2 separate regions of the Capra hircus genome follow, and region 2 is linked to region 1. Evidence: chromatin contacts called from public Hi-C data. All regions are on one chromosome and are shown on one strand. Each heading gives the region's core, a stretch centred on a gene start, on an enhancer-like site or on the middle of the called end of the contact. The rest is flanking DNA. Distances are from core to core; before and after follow the strand shown. Region 1 overlaps ZNF22 (zinc finger protein 22). Region 2 overlaps ALOX5 (arachidonate 5-lipoxygenase).

Evidence for each region. Hi-C and Micro-C count contacts between places; a contact is called where the count stands out from the background.
Region 2: a Hi-C map of blood shows a contact between it and region 1, with 2.7 times the contacts expected there. The contact joins two enhancer-like sites. A contact is called at or near these places in 2 of 5 Hi-C or Micro-C datasets (both in blood).

What each region holds. Positions count from the first base shown.
Region 1 is chr28:1,300,475-1,304,987 of ARS1.2, forward strand. It overlaps ZNF22 (zinc finger protein 22), which reads left to right. Exons shown (of 2, transcript XM_018042266.1): 2 at 1-406. Among named protein-coding and RNA genes, the nearest start is that of ZNF22, 6.5 kb to the left of the region's middle. Within about 2 kb of position 1,952, at least 1 of the 5 cell types and tissues checked has an H3K27ac peak or open chromatin away from gene starts, as enhancers often do.
Region 2 is chr28:1,412,168-1,416,372 of ARS1.2, forward strand. ALOX5 (arachidonate 5-lipoxygenase) reads left to right here. Exons shown (of 14, transcript XM_018042356.1): 5 at 2,026-2,132; 6 at 4,073-4,205. Among named protein-coding and RNA genes, the nearest start is that of ALOX5, 31 kb to the left of the region's middle. Within about 2 kb of position 1,669, at least 1 of the 5 cell types and tissues checked has an H3K27ac peak or open chromatin away from gene starts, as enhancers often do.

The DNA of each region.
Region 1 (4,513 bases), core at 702-3,201:
CTCAACTTGCAAATTAAAAATCTACAATTTATATGCTCCCTGCCCTCCCCCTTCAAGAGCTTCTTATAACCCTGGTTATCTTAAATGTTTGCCAGTAACATAGTGAAGTTCTGAAAAAGTCAAGTAATATAGTGAAGTTTTGAAAAAGTCAAGTGTTACTGCATTGTAGCTTTTTTGAAATCTAAGTTTAACTTTTTCTGAGTTACCTGTCTTATTTATAAGACCAAACAAGTTTCTTATCTTTCATGAGAATAGTGCCAAGTATCAAACATTTTGATCAGCCTTCAGCTCAGGTTTTAATTTCTATTAAATGCTAACATTCTTCTGATTTTTTTTTGTATCTTTCATAATCATATCTGATTCTGCTGTATCAATGACAGTTATCCATAAAAATTTTTTAAGAGTACTTTGCATATTGCTACCTTCTGTTTGTTTTTCTCCTGGGAGGCTGCTTTGATGATGTAGGCAGCATCTAAAATCACAGCCTGGGAAGAACCTCTTGTTTTGCTTGTCTTTGATTGCCTCAAACTTGAACTTTGCCTCCCTCATGGCCTTGTATTTGAGCGCCAAGTCATGGCAGATGGCTTTGTCAACAGCAGTTTGATCCAACAGGATATTCACAGTGCTGTGTGAGCGCAGGCATGCCTTCGAGTGCCGCAGTAAAGCGAAGAGCACGGTCAAGTGCGTTGCATGGACTTTCTTGGTTTCCCAGTGTGTAGTGAAGCTGTGTCTACGCCATATTGTAGTCTATTAACTGCAATACCATTATGTCCAAAAAACAATGTAATACTGTAATTAAAAATACTTTATTGCTAAAAATGCTAACCATCATCTGAGCTTTCGGTGAATCATAGCAGTAACATGAAACATCACCTATCATGTAACAAATATAATGAAAAAAACAAATATAATGAAAAAGTTTGAACTGTTGCAAGGATTGCCAAACTATGACACAGGAACACAGTGACTGCGTTCTGCTGGGAAAGCCGCACTGACAGGCACTCGGTGCAGGGCTGCCAGAAACCTGCCACAAACCTCAGTTCTTTTTTTAAAGGAATACAACAATAAAACAAGGTATGCCTTACAAAGTGATCACAGTTATCTTTTACAAAAAACATTGTTTAGATTTTACTGATTGACTTACTAGGTCTTTGGATGCAGAAAAGCTGTTGAATTAAATTTAAAATTGTCAGCAGCAAAAGTATTACTCAGATTTAAAGGTGAGTTCAATTTTATTTTGACTGAGTTAGTACTCTTGAAAGAAAGTTACACCTATAAAGGACAAGGACCATTTAGTAAGTTCCTAAGGGAAATTGAAGTATTTGTTTGGACTTCTGACAGTGGGAGTATGTCTTCAAAATAAAGATACACAGCTGCAAATGCTGTTTAGGCCCCGTGATAGGGAAGGAAAGTGCTGTCATTCTGTTGAGAAGATAAAATACTTATTGAGAACTGGCCGTGTGTGCTTCTACCAAAGACTGGTGGAACTGGTAAATTTTAAGTGAAAGTAAAAAACAGGTAATGACTATGCCGTCTGATTGCCATTCAGATTGGGAGGATTTTCATCAGGTGCAGGGAGGAGGGAAGGGCCCTTGGAGCAGATGGCATGTACACTGAAGGAGTCGAAACCCTGGAAGTCTGTGGAGGTCAGGCAGCTGGTGTGAATGAGCGAGGTGGGAAGAGCTGTACCCTGAAGCGCACTTGCCCGTCTAAAAGGGTCACCTGACTCGGTTTCAGTCGTGGCCGTCGGAGGATCAGGCCCAGATAGGCCACATCTTGACACTTTCCAGAGAAACCAGAAATCCAGATTTTAAAACCCACAGAACTTCTGAGAATTTACCACAGCTGAACTCTCTTTTCAAGGCCCTGTGTGTGGCTGGCTGTGGCGGAGGTGGAGAGCCTGGCGTGGTGAGAGGTAGGGGTGCGTGACGGAGTGGACGCTGCGCAGCACAGAAGGGTCTGCCCGGAGAACAGCAAGTGGCTGCCCTGTTGACGTGTGGTGTCCCTGAGGGTCAGGACAGTGATGCCGGGCTTGGCCCCTGAGCCGCGTTTTGGAGAGGGTGGGGTGGGGGCAGGTGGTGGATCTTTTCTGGCTGGTGGGGCTCTGGACCTCGCCAGTGGTAAAGAATCTGCCTGCCAAGGCAGGAGACGCACGAGACACGGGTTTGATCCCTGGGTCAGGAAGATCCCCCCAGAGAAAGAAATGGTACCCCACTCCAGTATTCTGGCCTGGGAAGCCTCATGGACAGAGCAGCCCGGTGGGCTACAGTCCATGCGGTCGCAAAAAGGGGGACGTGACCGGGCGCGCATGCACACGGCTCCGGGCCAGCGAGAGAGGCCGGGCCTGATACAGCAGTGGCCAGAGGCATCCCTTCCTCAGCCGGCTCCTCCAGACGATACACTCATCCAGGGAAGATGGTCCTGAACCCCATACATCGCTACGGCAACCTGAAACTCCAGGATTGCTGACGCCACCCCTGGAATTAGGAACTGGGTCCTGAGACCTGCACACTCTTCAGACACGGGAGAAAGGGCTGTGCGCCCCTCTTGCACGCAGAGTGTGTGTGTCAAGGCCGGTGCACAGCACGGTGCACAGCCACCCGGGGGCCCGCCTGTAAGGGCGAGACCCTTTATTGCACAGGGGATGGGCCTGCTCCCCCACCGTGACGTCAAAGCGATGAGTCAGCTTGGACAGTGAGCACCCTGACCACCGCCATGGCGAAGACTAGAGGACGCTCCTCTGAAGACCAGGTGCCACATGAGGCCCTAGGTTGTGGTGCAACTCGAGGCGCTGCTAGTGCTAAGTCACTTCAGTCGTGTCCGACTCTGTGACCCCACAGACGGCAGCCGACCAGGCTCCCCCGTCCCTGGGATTCTCCGGGCAAGAACACTGGAGTGGGTTGCCATTTCCTTCTCCAATGATGAAAGTGAAAAGTGAAAGTGAAGCCACTCAGTCGTGTTCAACTCACAGCGACCCCAGGGCCTGCAGCACCAGGCTCCTCCGTCCATGGGATTTTCCAGGCAAGAGCACTGAGGGGACTACAAAACCAGGATTGAGCCTGCGTTCTCCACCACCCTGGAGGTGAAAGGGGCTATCCATTCCCTTCCCTTTGTTTTTTTCCCTCAGGTAAAAATGTATTGAGCTGATTCTTAAACTCAGAGTTCTACGATAAAACTCATCACCCAGAAATGCTTTTCTGTCCGTTTTAGATACAGCACGGGCTTATCTGGTAAAATAATTAGTTTTCCTTCATTTTTCATAATAAGTGAAAACTAATCCGCTCCAGTTTGAAACATAAATTTTGCTACTGAAAGATGAGAAAAGATGTGAACTAGAGATACAATTCTTGGTCACATTCCTTGGAGGAAAAACCAGGTACACGTAGCAGTGTTGTCTAAATTTAAGTATAATAAGATGAAATCTTCTGTGATTATTTTAGGAGGGGATGATTGATATCTTTCTCCTTTGACCCATTTACTTGGCAATGTATTGAATAAGTTCTAGAAAGTATACCTACTAAGTAATAGGATTTTGTTGCTAGTGCTGTTTTATTATTAGCATTATAACATCTGATAGTGTTTTATTCGGAGTTTTATGCATCCGCATACGTGAAGTAACTGCTATAAGTTTTTTCTTATGTGTTATCTTTGTTGTAAAATACTTGGCTGTGACTCCACATCATAGTTTTCGAGAAAATGGGCCAAGATTGTAGTGGCTTGTTCATGTGCCATTCTGCCTCCCAGTTTTTCAAGAGACCTCTCAGGCACAGATTCTTAAAAATTCAGAAGTTGCGGATGGCGTGTTGACTTATAGCTTCTGAGATGAGGATCTTTCTCAGATCTCAGAGAACCCTCCCGGTCATATCTTTATGTTCAAGGCAGTCTTCTGGCACGTAAGAAACGCCTCTAAATTCAGTGAGATTAAAAGGCTAAGTGTCAAAGTTTGCCCAGGTAAGTCAGAGAGAGGTCAATATGATGATTTGGGGGCAGCAGTCATGGAGAGAAGTCAAGGTCAGTTGAAGGCCACAGTCACTCTATTTATTCCGAGTATGGAGAGTTTTAGTCTAGCTGATTTAGTTCACATTCATGCTCCATTTCCTCGTGCTTTCTTTTTGCGTTTTAGTCCAATTTTTGTTTAACATTTTACCTGCATTTAGTTTTCTGTATTAAAATTTGGTGTAGTTTTCTTTTCCTCATTGGACTTTGACTGAAACAACGGTCGAAACGGAAGCAAAGCCAGAAGTGCAAGGGGCTGTCGTTTTCTATCTGCCGGGTTGGTGTCAAAAAGTGTGAACGCTGCTCCGCTGGGAAAGCTAGGGAGAACCAGCCAAACTCACGCTTTGTTGGTGGGGATACAAGATATTGGAACCTCTACAGAGGAGAACTTGGCCATATCTAGCAGATTTGTATGTGGGTTTACTGTTTGGCCTTGGAGGAACTGGTCCCAAAGACACAGTAACAAAAGATACAATGCACATGCGTGGCAGCACGCTCTTATAGAAAAGGCCGGCCT
Region 2 (4,205 bases), core at 419-2,918, 110 kb after region 1:
CTGCATCAAGTGCCTTTCCTGGGACCAGCAGAGCTGGGAGGGGCCCCAGGGTCTGCTGATTGTCTGCTGAGTCCCCATCTTTGGTCGCTGAGACTTGCTGCCCTCCTGCATGCTCACAGGTGTCCCCTCCCCCACCCGCCCCCCACCACGATGCTGTTCAGAGCCCTCTGTGCCCGTCAGCCAGGTTCACTCCGGACAAAACACCCAAACCTCAGTCCTTTGAAGGCGCGAGGAGGCTCCAGGATTCCCAGACCTTCGCGGACATTCTCAGTTCCCGCCAGCCCCCTGCCCCAGGAGTAAATGCAAGGAGGGCGCTGGGGCCTCTCCGTAAGGGCTGCTTTCTGGGGGAGGCGCCCTTGGGGAAGATGGGTGGGCAGGACAAGCAGCCCACTGGGGGAGCACCGCCAAGGTCCCCCACCCCAGGCCCTGACTATGCCTGACCGAGCCATGACCGCACCCTGAGCCCACTGTTGCCCAGAGCCCAGCCCCAGCGGAGCAGTGCAGACCCACCTGGCGCACGGGCAGCAGGCAGGTTTTCATGCGAGTGTGTTTGCACTGAAGCTGCCATCAGCGGCGTGGAAGTAGCATCGCAGGCCTGTGGGGAAAGGGAAGCTTCACGAGATCAGAGGGGAAGTGGGGTTCGCTAGGCAAAGCCCTCCAGGTACATTCGTCCCATATGCTCAGGAGGAGGAGAAAGAGGGGCACACGGCATCCCAAATGGGAGACCATGCATGCCGACACCACCAAGTCAGGATAAAAGAGACAGAGCCGGTGGGGAGGCCTGGACCCTGGAAGGCTGGGCGGCAGGAAGAAGCAGGGGGGGGCTCGTCATTCTCAGCTGTGAGTGCCAGAGGCCGCCACCATGAGTGCTGGCCAGAGTTCCCACAGCTCCGTCCTGCACCTTGCCTAGGTTACGTAGGAAAGCCTGGGATACCCCTTCCTGCCTTCTCCAGCTTTCCCAGACCCATCCCACTCCTGCCTCCTCCAGGAAGCCCCCCGGGTTGCTCAGGCCTCTCAGATCTCTCACCTTGTTGCCTGCAGCCTGCCTTTTGAATTTAGTAAGTTCCTACCCTGGGTTGCTTTGCTTTACTGTGTAATGAATATTTGGAAGCTGTGTCCTCCTCAGCACCAGGCAAAGAGCCAGAGTTAGGCAGACAGTAAAGGATGGCTAAACTCCACTGAACTGCTCATCCTCCCAAATCCAGGAGACCCAGGAGAGCAGCTGCAGCGGGAACAGCGGTGCTCTGTCCCTGCAAGCTTGCCTTAACCGGGGGAAGCAGCGAGTCTGCTGACTGAATGCGGCATGAGCGCTGTAGGCTGTTGTTGAGGGCAGGCCACTGGGCTCTTTCTCAAGGGAGTGCGGAGGAAGCCCGTGGGCGTGGGTGCCACTCTCCTCCCGCTCTCCACAAGGCCAATGAGCTGCCCCCTCGGAGCTGCCCCAGGTTCAAGGCCCCTAGAGGCCGCATGAGACCCGGGTGCAAAGGGACTGGCAGGGGGAGGCGAGGCCAGGGCGTGTGCGGGTGGCGGGGTGAGGGAGGTGGGCCAGGGTGTGTACAGGGGAGAGAGCGTGTGCAGGGAGGCGGGCCAGGGCGTGTGCAGGGAGGCGGGCCAGGCCGTGTGCAGGGGAGAGGGCGTGTGCAGGGGAGAGGGCGTGTGCAGGGGAGGCCAGGCAGAGCGTGTGCAGGGAGGTGGGCCAGGCCGTGTGCAGGGAGGCGGGCCAGGGCGTGTGCAGGGAGGCGAGGCAGGGCGTGTGCAGGGAGGCGGGCCAGGCCGTGTGCGGGGAGGCGGGCCAGGGCGTGTGCAGGGAGGCGGGCCGGGGCGTGTGCAGGGGAGAGGACGTGTGCGGGGAGGCGGGCCAGGCCGTGTGCAGGGGAGAGAGCGTGTGCAGGGAGGCGGGCCAGGCCGTGTGCGGGGAGGCGGGCCAGGGCGTGTGCAGGGAGGCGGGCCGGGGCGTGTGCAGGGGAGAGGACGTGTGCGGGGAGGCGGGCCAGGCCGTATGCAGCCGCCGCGTGTCTCGCTCTGCAGGATGGAGAACCTGTTCATCAACCGCTTCATGCACATGTTCCAGTCGTCCTGGAACGACTTCGCCGACTTTGAGAAAATCTTTGTCAGGATCAGCAACACTATTTCCGGTGAGTGTGTTTTGGGGCACTCTCGTGGTGCTGGGCGAGCCTAACCTGGGCATGGGAAAGGGCTGACCCCCCTGCTCCAGTCCGGGCCTTCCCTGTCCCCGAGGCTGGCACCGCCTGCACCCACACAGCGCCCTCTGCTGGGGACCACTGCCCTGGCCAGAGGTTTCTACTCCTTGGATGTTCAAGGCTGAACATCCTCAACCTCATTCCACCATCAAAAGTGTTGAAAATATCAGAATTTTTTCTTTACATAAATCAATCATTTTGTATGCTTCTTAACCAAAAAAAAAAAAAAGGCAGGAGTTAGAGTGGTTTTTAAGCATTTACATGAAAGCAACAATGGGCTCCTTTGGACTAGGATGTGTTTGGTAGGGCAGGAGCGTCGTATACCTGCCGGGGATGGCATGGGTTGGACCACGGAGCAACGGAAAAGCTAGGAGACAGTAAGGAAGCAAGCACAGGGAACCGCTGCCCTCACCGACCCCTCCCCAGGCGGTCCCCCTGCTCCCCTCCTTCCCCTGCGTCCCGGGCCCCCCCCCTTCCTGGGCGCAGGACCTGGGTTCTTTTTCTTTCTGTAGGTACAGTGTTGCACAGCAGGCCTCTAGAACCTATTCATCTTGCTTGACTGAAACTTCATGCTTGTGGATTACTAACGCCCCCACTCCCTCCTGACCACCACCATGCTATGTTGCTTTTTGTATAGACGTTTTCAAGATTTTTTTTTTTGATGTGGACCATTTAAAAAGTCTTTATTGAATATTTTGAAATATTGTTTCTGTTTTATGTTTTGGTCATTTGGCCATAAGGCATATGGGAATCTTAGCTCCCCAACCAGGGGTTGAACTCACCCCCCACACTGGAAGGCCAAGTTTTAACCACTGGACTGCCAGGGGAGTCCCTATGCTGCTCTTTGATTCTAAGAGTGTGACTAGTTTCGACTTTTCCTGTAAGTAGACTCATGTGGTATCTGTCCTTCGGTGGTGCTTTTCCCACTGAGCGCAGTGTCCTCCAGGCTCATCTGTGCTGTGACACACTGCACGGATGCTTCTTTTTCAAGGCTGAACGGTATTCCGTTCAATGCATACACCACGTTTTCTTCATCCCTCGGTAGAGGAGCGTTTACATGGTTTCCACATATTGGCTGTTACGGATTGTGCTGCAGTGAACACGGGGATGCAGATCTCTCTTCAAGATCCTGATTTCAGTTCTTTGGGATGAATACCCAGAACTGGGATTGCCGGATCACGTGGTCGTTCTATTTTGAACTCTTTGAGGAAGCTCCACTCTGTTCTTCATGAAAGCTGTGCATCCTGCCTTCCCGCCAACTATGCACAACGGGTCCAGCTTCTCCGCAGCCTCACCAATACTTGCCTTTAAACAAAAATAATAATAGTGTCCTGGCAGGCGTGAGCTGGTGTCTCGTGGCGGTTTTGATTTGAATTTTGCTGATGATTAGTGATGTCATGGCGGTTTTGATTTGAATTTTGCTGATGATTAGTGATGTTGAGCATTTTGTCATATGCCTGCTGGCTATCTCTGCCTTTTTCAGAGAAATGTCTGTTCACATCCCTTGCCCCCTTTTTAATCGGGTTATTGAGCCATAGGAATTCCTTATATATTTGAAGAGTAGCCCCCTTCGGATACATGGTTTGCAAACATTTTCTCCTGTTCTGTAGGTTGACTTTTCACTCTGTGGTTTCCTTTGCTGTGCAGAAGCTTTTTAGTTAGATACAGTCCCATTTGTCTATTTTGGTTGCTTCTGAGCCACTAAAGGCTAGCTCCGGGAGGATGGGGTGGCGCCCTGGCCTGAGTGGTCAGGCAGTTTGGCATGGTGGGCTGTCCAGTGAACGCCTGCAAGAGCACCAGCAGGGACCCTGGCCCTCGGTCCGCGTCAGGACGACCTCAGCCTGGCTCAGGCTGAGCTGCGGTTCTCCCCGCAGAGCGGGTCATGAATCACTGGCAGGAAGACCTCATGTTTGGCTACCAGTTCCTGAACGGCTGCAACCCTGTGATGATCCAGCGCTGTCTGAAGCTGCCAGACAATCTGCCGCTGACCACAGAGATGGTGGAGTG